Regions from separate parts of the Sus scrofa genome. Here region 2 is linked to region 1. Evidence: chromatin contacts called from public targeted proximity ligation data. All regions are on one chromosome and are shown on one strand. The core of a region is the stretch at or near the end of the contact, and the rest is flanking DNA. Distances in the headings are between cores, read along the strand shown. Region 1 has its middle 150 kb from the start of SHAS2. Region 2 has its middle 47 kb from the start of SHAS2.

Evidence for each region.
Region 2: a targeted proximity ligation map of alveolar macrophages shows a contact between it and region 1. A contact is called at or near these places in 3 of 47 Hi-C or Micro-C datasets (embryonic fibroblasts and epiblast stem cells) and 1 of 2 datasets of targeted methods (alveolar macrophages).

Annotation. Positions count from the first base shown.
Region 1 is chr4:17,430,732-17,435,538 of Sscrofa11.1, forward strand. No RefSeq gene overlaps it. Among named protein-coding and RNA genes, the nearest start is that of SHAS2, 150 kb to the right of the region's middle.
Region 2 is chr4:17,533,821-17,538,780 of Sscrofa11.1, forward strand. No RefSeq gene overlaps it. Among named protein-coding and RNA genes, the nearest start is that of SHAS2, 47 kb to the right of the region's middle.

The DNA.
Region 1 (4,807 bases), core at 525-3,024:
CCTCCAAGACCAAACAGAGTCCTTAGATGAAGCAAATCCTGGCAGGAAAACTAAGGGATAAACAATAACCTGCCTCTCCATACCCTGGTCCCGGAGGTAAATCTTTTCTGTGGGCTGGTCCTACAGAAGGAGATCCAAATTGGACTAAGCCTGGGAAAGGGAGCATTCATAGTTGTAGCTTCTACCTATATGTTTTAGCTCATTTAATCTCTTAAGCAGCCCTATGGATTTATATTTTATACAAATTTAGTAGACAAAGAAACTGAGGCAGAGAAATAAAATGTTTACCTAAGGTCAGACATCTGGGAAATGATGGAGCCAGGATTCAAATCCAAGCAGTATGTCCCTAGAGTCCTTATCTTAATCATTGCCTCCTACTGCTTCACAAGTGACAGAAGATAAAGTTCCCAGGAGGCCTGGTCTCTTGGCATCTTTCCTCAGCCAGAGGACCAGGAGGTCCAGTGCCTTTGTGGGGAGCCTAAGGTTCAGAAATAATCATATATTCCTTGAATCATGGATGTAATCTAGGTTTAGAGTTTAAAAGCATTTTATTTCACATCTCTTGGCTCACCCCTTTCTTGCAAGAACCCTGGGGGGCAGATAAGAGAAGAGACTGTTGTCTCTGCTTTACTGATGATAAAAATGAGCCTTGGGGAACTTAAATATGTTGCTCAATGCCACATAACTGTGAAGTGATGGAGCAAAGATTATAACAAAGATGAGTCTAGGTTGAGGTGATGACAACTCTCTAAGTTATCATCAGAGGGCTCTTTGTGGTAACCCAGTGTTTGTTGCCACCTCTCTGTCAGTCTCACACACATTTTCTGGGTGTGCTCTTTGATCATTTTCAGAACTTTTCCATATGGCTTCTGATTCAATTAAGTCCTCCCAGGCACCTAGACTGTATGTGTATATACATGCCTCTGTGTGTGGGTGTGGGTGTGGGTGTGGGTTGGGGGGCAGGGGGACGGTATCCCCTTTCTCAGCTAAGAAAACACAGCCTCATCAAGGGTAAAGGAGTTCTCAAGCCTGCAGGATTATAAAGTGTTACCAGAAACAGAGATAGAACTCAAATGCACCCATAAATTTTGTATCCACATCAAGACAAATTTGACGCTGTGATGTTACCCATGGGATTTAGAGCTAAGCGTCTTTGGCACTTTATCTCCCTCCTTCTCTTTCTTCCCTTGGACTACTCCCATCCCCTCTTAAAATCACCTATCCCTTTTGATTCACTAAGCTGTTATTACCATTCTGAGCCAGCAGGGAGAAACCATTAAATACCCCTAAAAGAGAAAGCAGTTTGTCAAGAAACACATGTTGTGACTCCTCACCAAGGAAACGTGAAGTTGATGACGTGAGTGGAGGAGTGCTGTATGACTCTTTAGCAACAGCCTGTTATACACAGCCACACGGTCAGCGATTAGAGGCAATGAGGGGTTATCCTCTGACCTCACATTGCCGTACTTCCCACCATTAAGGGCTTTGGAAACATTAACAGGAATTGAAGTCACTGATCTCAGCAGACTGGCTGGAGAGAAAATGGAGCATCAGATGGCAGAACTCCTGTCTCAACAATCTCTTAAGACTAAGGAAAATCTTTTCTACTTGGGATCTTGGTTTCTTCCTCTGGAAAATGGGAGTTAATGGAACCAGTCCATGGCTGGTTTGCCTCATAAATCTTAAGCCTTGGTGACCCAGGGATAACGCCACACAGCACCTTGGCCTCCGCCTTTTAGCTGAGGATGAGGTGATTTATGATGGAATTTGCATAGGCAAACAAACCTCCAGCTGTAAACTGCCTGCCCTGAAGTTTCATGGTTCACTAAGGATTAAGATTCTTGGAGCTCCTTCTGGGTGGCTAGAGGCTCTGACAGATCTACTTCCCCGGTTAGTTTCCTGACTGTGGTAGGTATTCCTTCTAGCAGCATGATGAAGTTTGACTCTACCCAGGAGGAGTGAATTAAAGACCCAGGGCTGTGGAGCCTCAGGTTTCGTGGAACTTCATTGCAAGGGGACATTCCTTTAGGGGAAATTGCTTTCTTTGTCATGTAGGGTGGCTAGAGGGGGGATTACAAATTGTCAAAGATTAGACCATGACCTATCTGTTGGGCTTGTAGTGATTCTCTAATGAATTTTTCTTGAAGCATTTGAAGGACTAGAGAAGGACTAGAGTAGTCTCAGGACTACTTCCTAACTGAGAGAGTAGGGCTAGATTCATGGAATGACAAAACCCTTGCAGGGTGGCAAGGAACATGATCCTTGAATCCCCTACTGAATATGTTGCTCAAACAGCATCAAGGGTACGCTGAAACTTTCAGTACAGCATCAAGAGCACACTGAAAAGTGAGGGAGTTTACGCTATTCTCAAACAACTTGGTAGCAAATTTGTTACACTGACATGGAATTTTTTCTCCTAACTTGTATCTGTTAGAGCTATATAAAGAAAGTTGAATCCCATTGGCCTGATCAACCTTTACAGACCTTTCTATATTTAAAAACTCCTATTATGTAAATCCTTGTCTCCTCTTCATTTTGTTTATTACACTTAGCTGATTCCATTTTTCCTCATATGACATCATTAGGTCTCTTTTATAAAAGATATATATATATATGAATATATATATAAAAGCATATAACAAGCATATAAGATTTATATGCACATAGAATAAAGTAATTATAAGACTAAACACAGACTTCATTGCTCTTAATCTCATATAGATTTTATTGTGTTTGTTTACAGAGCAACTAATGACCTTCTCAGTCATTTCTAGAACCATAGAATGCCAAAATTGAAAGAGGTATTGGAAATCATCTCATTTCTCCCATAGCTTTTGTGCAAGAGATATTGAGTTTCAAATACCAGTGCAGACTCAGATGGTTTGACTCATAATCATGCAACTAAATTCCCTGGAACAATGAGCTGTAACACTTGTTCTCTGCCTAACATCTAAAATTACAATACCTTGTGCTTCACACAGAAACATCAATGGCCATCTCTGGGTTACATATACCCACCTGATGGTAATGTTTCTTTGTTTTTGTAATTCTTGAAATTATGGCTGGCTAGCTATAGTACCTTATTGCTTAGAGTGAATTAAGAGCAATGGAAACTGGAGGTAAAACTATGACTAAATCAAAGAAGCATACACTAGGGATTGGAAAATAATTTGAAAACCATATCATCAATCTGTTATCTGGGTCATTCATGCCATAGTCAGGCCAGTTAGTGAACGAGTCTCTGTTTGAATGTAATCGATGATTGTTGGCCAATGTCTTAGCAATTTTTTAGGCTCAGGTTGTTCTAAAAGGTTATCTAAAAATGAGTTAAAATGGTTTCCCTGAGTCTCCTGACCAGGGAATCTAGCTTTCCTCCTTCTCATTCACACACTGTTCTATGGTCAACAACTTAACTGCAAAATCAGGTCATCATTCTAGGAAATCAGTTCCATACAGATGCTGGTCCGCTGGGTAAATTATAGGCAGCCGTATGGTCAGCACTCAGGAGTTATAGTGACCTGTCACCACTGACAGAGTGATTTCTGCAGGAGCCACCTCATTATATGGGAAAATGCCCTCAAAGGGCAAGCCTGTTTCTTGTCCTGGCAGGCCTGTCACATCGGATGTTAGAGGAAACAGCAGCAGAGAATTGTGGCTGAAAGAATGTAAATTTTGCCTGTGGAGAGTCACTGAGGGCAATTCTCCTGAAAAGGATTATTTGTCAACTGCAGTAAGACTCTTTGTTATTAGAATTTAATTGATATTTGCTACTGGAGAAGAAAGATGAAAACAGGATATAAGGCAAGCAATTAAATCTCTTTAATAAAATGTAGTTAATGAGTTGTCAAATTTGGGAGAGTTTATTCCCTGGACTCCCCTTTTTCTCTTGTAAGGATAGGTAGTGCTGTCTTACTAACCTAAGGAAATGTCAGACCATCACAAGAGAGGCAATGAAATCAAATAAGGCCAGGCGGCTTTTGTGCCATCAAAAGAACCAATCTTAAAAGTCACAGGACCCAGGAATTTAGCTTAGATTGTTTAATAGCGAACTGAGCAACTCTCTTCCTCAGCCTTCATTTATTCACTTGTCCATTGCAGGGGAGGATGCTCTCTAAAAGGCCCTTCTAGGTCTCATGTTCCGTTCATATTTTATACAGTCATAAATAGAATAACACAGAAGATGAGAAACGAACATATCTGGTGTGGAATCCTGGCATCCCCAGTAATTAGTTCTGTGATCTGGGTTAAGTTAATTAACCTCTGTAAGTATCAATATACCCTTTTGCAAAAAAGGTGAAAGTATCTCAGGATTTTATTAGAATTAAAGGAGAGAATACATATAAGTTATTTGGCAGGCCTGGAAGATGGAAAATCATCACTAAATATTGGCTATTTTTACTAATAATCTGTTTGATGATAACAGCTTTTTTTTTTTTTTTTTTTCCTAAACTACAGCACTAGCCTAACCACCAGAGGGCACTGCATGGGTAACAGCCAGATTTTTCATTTAAGCTGAATATACCTATTTTCTGCCTGAAGCACTTGATTGCCTGCTACCTAGAAATTTCAGCTCAGGGTACTTAGTTTCCATGTGCATCCTATACCAGTCTCACTCAGTATCATGTGCATTTCCATTTCTTCGTCTAGACTCCTCTACTTCTGCTTGCATTCTTGAGGAATCCTCAGGAAATGGGGTGCTCATGCAAAGAGAACCCAAAAATAGAGAAAAAAGAGAACAGACATTGTATTAGTCATGTCTACCAGTATCAGTCATCGTTATTAGTCATCACAATTAGTTTTCCTAACA
Region 2 (4,960 bases), core at 876-3,375, 100 kb after region 1:
ACCTGCCTGTGCTTAGTATAGAACCCTGCCGATGCTAAGGAATCTAAATTCCCAGGGATTTCACTGCCCACTCTGAGATATCTCCATACAATCAAATAGCAATTTTGAAGAAAATTTCTTTTACAGTTTTGTCTCCGTCAAAGACAATACATGTAGTTATCAGCGTGTCTGTGGCTCCATTAGGACAAGGGCTATATTTAATTTTTACCACTGTACCACTATAATCTCACACAACACCTGGCACTTAAGCAGGGCTCAGTGAATAATGACTATTCCAGACCCCAAGAGTTTCCATAAATTAGCTGTATGATTTTGGTCCAGTCGTTTAATAAAATAAGGTGAGTTAGACTCCAAGGATTCTTACTATCTTTTCCAACTCTGATATTTTACTACTCTTTGACTGAATTTCCTGGGTGTTCACCAGTTTAATGACTACAAGGAAAAACAGTGTTCCTCCCAAAACCACTAAAATGAAATAATCTCTGTCTCCTTCATTCAACCAATCTGTGACTCTTCCTTACTCAGTCTGTCATCTGCCAAAGAAACACCCACTGCTCATATTTTGTAAAAGGATTCCCAAATCCATCTCATCATGGTTAACATGGTTTCTTACCCAGAGTGGGAAACATATATCAGTTTGATCTGATATTGTTCCAATTTTGTTTTTCAGAGTTTTAGTTCTCTTTGGGGACCTTTATTAGCCAGTTAATCCAATATCTCCTACACCTTTAATTTATTTATAAAATACCTCTTCTCCCACCACCAGGAGGCAGTGTTGAAATAGCTCTAGGGCAACGAAAGAACCAACAGCCCAGCGCAGGTAGTGGAACTTGACTCCTCAAACTTGGAGGTTTCCCCTAGACTCTCTGCTTCCAGAAATAAGAAAAAAACACCCTATTATCTTTCTCACAAAGAAATGACCAACAGTCCTAAAAGATGCATACATCTGTTGGAGTCCATTTTTTTTTTTTTTTTTAACCTCTCTGCAGTTAATAATGCTATCATTTGGGGTATTCCTTTTCTTTTGCCACTTCAAAACCATCCATCATCATTCCACTAATTACCTTTCTGTTATTAGCTCTTGAATGATTCTTCTGTTTTGTAAAGGATGTAGTCTGCCACTAAAAGACATTCCTTCAGTTCTTTAGAAAATGCATTAATCTTTAAACAGAACTTGAATAAGTACTTACAAAGTCCATAATCTAGGAAAGGGGAGAAGGAAAGAATATCCTTTAGTACTAGGTGCATTGCATAGATGTACTGAAATCTCACAGCAATGCTATGAAACAAACATCACCATTCCTATTTACCAGAGGGAAGACCTTTACATAAGGTCGGATCGATAATTAAGTACCCCAGATGCAAACAGGGGCCTGTCTGATTCAATAGTCAACTATGTCACGTGGCCGTCCGAATACAAGTGACGACATAAGTGAAGTAGAAAACGCACAGAAATGTAGTGCAATCGTCTCTGGATTCAGTGCTCTAATCTTGATCCCAGTCTGGGACTCATCACTAATGAACACAAAATCACCCCGGGCGTTGTAAGAAGAGAACTCCCTCCCCGCTTACTCTCTGATACAGTGTTTTCATTTGCACTTTCTAAAATTATCATTATGGGCTTATTTGATATTAGCCTTACTAAGCCTCTTTTGTCCTGATTTGAAGGGCCACCCCAATTGCAGCCCCAAATTGTCCTTTCTGAAAAGAAAAAAAAAGAAAGGAAAAAAAAAAAAAAAAGCCAAGCTCTTATCTTACCAATTTCTAAAGCCTAAGCCCCAGGAAGAGAATTTAAAAAGAGAGCCACAGACCTCACCGCAGGACTCACACCAGGTCCTGAGCCCCACAGAGTTGGGAAATAGGACTTTGTCCAGGCTTGTGAGGGTGTTTCTTTGTCAGTTTTAGTCTTTTGCTGACCATCATCTCTGCCCAGGTTTTCATAATTACAAGTGAAAAGGCTGAATCTTCTGTATGCTAATTGAATTATTCTTCTCCCCAAACTATAGAAAATACAGTAAGGGAACACAGAAACAAACGAACAAAAACCCTTCATGAGCTCATGCGGATGTGGGATCTAAAAAAATGAATACAGAGAAGCAGAGGGTGTAAGAGTGGTTACCAGGGGTGGGGAGATGCTTGCGAAAGGATACAAAGTTGTCCGTCAGTTATGTAGGATGACTAAGTTTAGAGACTGAATATACAGCATGATGATTATAGTTAATACTAACTGAATTCTAAGAAAGTAGATTTCATGTATTCTTATAACACACACACACACACACTACCTTGGTGATACTTTAATTAGCTAGACAAGCTAATCATTCACTATGTAGATCAAATTGTGACGCACCTTTTATACACATTATTTTTTTTAATTTTTTTAAATAAAGGGAATATACTGGTGAGGGAACCTCTGAAGAGAGATTGATTAGCAAGACCACTCCCATCCACAAGGCCTCTTGCAACAACAGAGACAAATGAAATGAATAATATAATTCATTGTCAAGATAGCAAATATCCAAACGCAGGAACAATTCACGTTAACCGTCGAATTCAGTGGTCGTGTTCCTAGAAAGTATCAGTGGCTTAACAGAGTCGTGTAGAATCACAAATAAACATAGCCAGTGCTCTAGTTGTCCCTCCACAATTTTTATTTGCTTATGATGGGTAGCAAAACATTATCAGTGCTTACGAAAAATGAGGAGCTCTAGAATTTAGAATGATGGGATGAGCCTGCAAATGAACCATCAAAGGAAAGAACTGGAGTAGACCTGGAGTGTTTGAATGCTTCTTCCAAGAGAAGTGAACAAGCAACCAGAAAGAAAATGAATGGGGGAGGAGGGCAGGCTTAGCCCTGCTGTGAAACTCTTTACACTCAGCAGGTGGGCATCCCCATTGATTTAGACGGTTTCCGGTGGCAATTTAGAGGGGGCATTCCTACCTAGGACTAGGGAAGGGAAACTAGAGAAAAGCACACACACACCATTTCACACAAAGGCAATTATATGGCACATCTTGATTTCAGAAAACTTAAAACGTGGAGCAGTGGCCAAAGATGAAAAAGATGTGGTCCACTGTCTACTTGTTTTTGAGAATCTCCATGCACCTCTCTCAGCCGTCATGAATAGCACCAAAATGAAAAAGCTGCCACCAAATGTCACTGACACTGAGGACTAAGAGGAGAAAGACTTTGTCTTTGGGAAAGTATTAGTCTTGGGGTGCTTAAACCGTCAATAAAATGCCTATGACATTATTCCGATTGGTGCCAGGATGGTTCATTCTCATTACACAGGGTCACCCTAGTTATTGCCAAATGAAATAATCACCATGGTGCCTCCAAGTTAAAAGTTAGGAAAGATGACTTGCATTGTGACAAAAAGGTTCCTATCGCAGGGGATGAAGATCCTTTGACACCTAGATTCTTCTGCATTTTAAAGGCTGTTTGCCAAGGACCTTCTCTTTTTTTGCAGGTCGTTAACAGTGCAGCAATGGGTCACAGCAAAATTGGCCACTTGTGTTTTCCAGCTAAGGGACCAGTGGTGAATGTGGCTTCTAAGCCAAGAGCAGGGCCCCACCCTGAGCAAATCTGGCCTTAAAAGCAGGTCTTCAAAAAAAAAAAAAAAAAAAAAAAAAAAAAAACAACTACTTCATGCTTGCCAAATACTCTAATGTAAACACGATTCCTTTTTGGAAAGCAACAGCGATCAGAACTAGAGCACAGCACCACTGCTTCTTTTAGTCTCAATTCTGTCCTGTCAATGCACAGGAAAATTAAAAGAGGCTCAGACCAGAATGTATTGACTGACCAGCTTATTCAGAAACTAACATCCTTATTACGGGGATTATATAATAACAAATAATGCAATCAGAGGCCTTTGGCTATACATTGTTATATTTAATGCACTTATTTATGTATATAAACATTGATAGAAACACAAATTCACACTCCTGCATAAATCAACATATATGTGTATTGATACACCTGGAACAGATTTTAAAGGAAAAATGTGGAAAACTATTTTAAAAGAAGTGTTCTTTTTCACTGAGCACTCTTTGACCTAAATCATATACTATATTTCATCCAAAGAAGTTTTTTTAGATGTTTGAAATGCAAAGAAACAAGCTTTTATTGAGACTAAATTATTTTCTTCCCCCCCCCATTTTTAATTTTATATATTTAGTAAACACTTACATAGCACTTACTATGTACCAGGCACTATTCTGAGAACTCTGTAAATATTAACTTGTTGAATCTCCCAACAACCCTATGAAATATGTATTATTATTATTATCCCTCTTCAACGGATGAGGAGAGTGAGTATAGAGAAGGCAAATAACTCACCCAAGGTCACAGGCCACTAGCGGTCAACCTGGCATTCTAGCTGAGCATTCTGCTCGTGAAGTCTGAATCTATGCTCTTGACTGCTTCATCTCCAGGTGAAAATTAATTTCATCTCATAAAAATCATCACAAATGAGGAAACTAAGGCACAGAATTTATATCACTACTCTATTTAATCCATGCTACTCTATTGCCACATCAAATTTATTTCACTTATTTTACAACTGATGCCAGCCTCCTCAATATGCCTGTAGCCTCAACTGGAATTTCTTGCATGGACTGTGAGCAGCATGGTCCCCTTTGTGTATCATCTCTTCACCCGTTAGAACAGCAGGATCACTTAGTGCCCCGTTCCCAATGAAGATTTAAAAAGCATGTTGAAAAGAGTAGTCACACATCAACTACCAGTTCATTGTAAAATGGTGCAAAAATCAGATTGGCAATAAAATACTCCGTTAGGCACTCTCAAAATGCATCTACTATAGGATAGCTTGACTTGAAATAGAAAGACTCTTCTGGAAGATCACTCGGATATAAAATCTATTGTCATTTGATTTTAAGCTAACACTCAAGAAAAAGATGATGTTATCAAAGAGATATATTTCTAACACTAAAACAA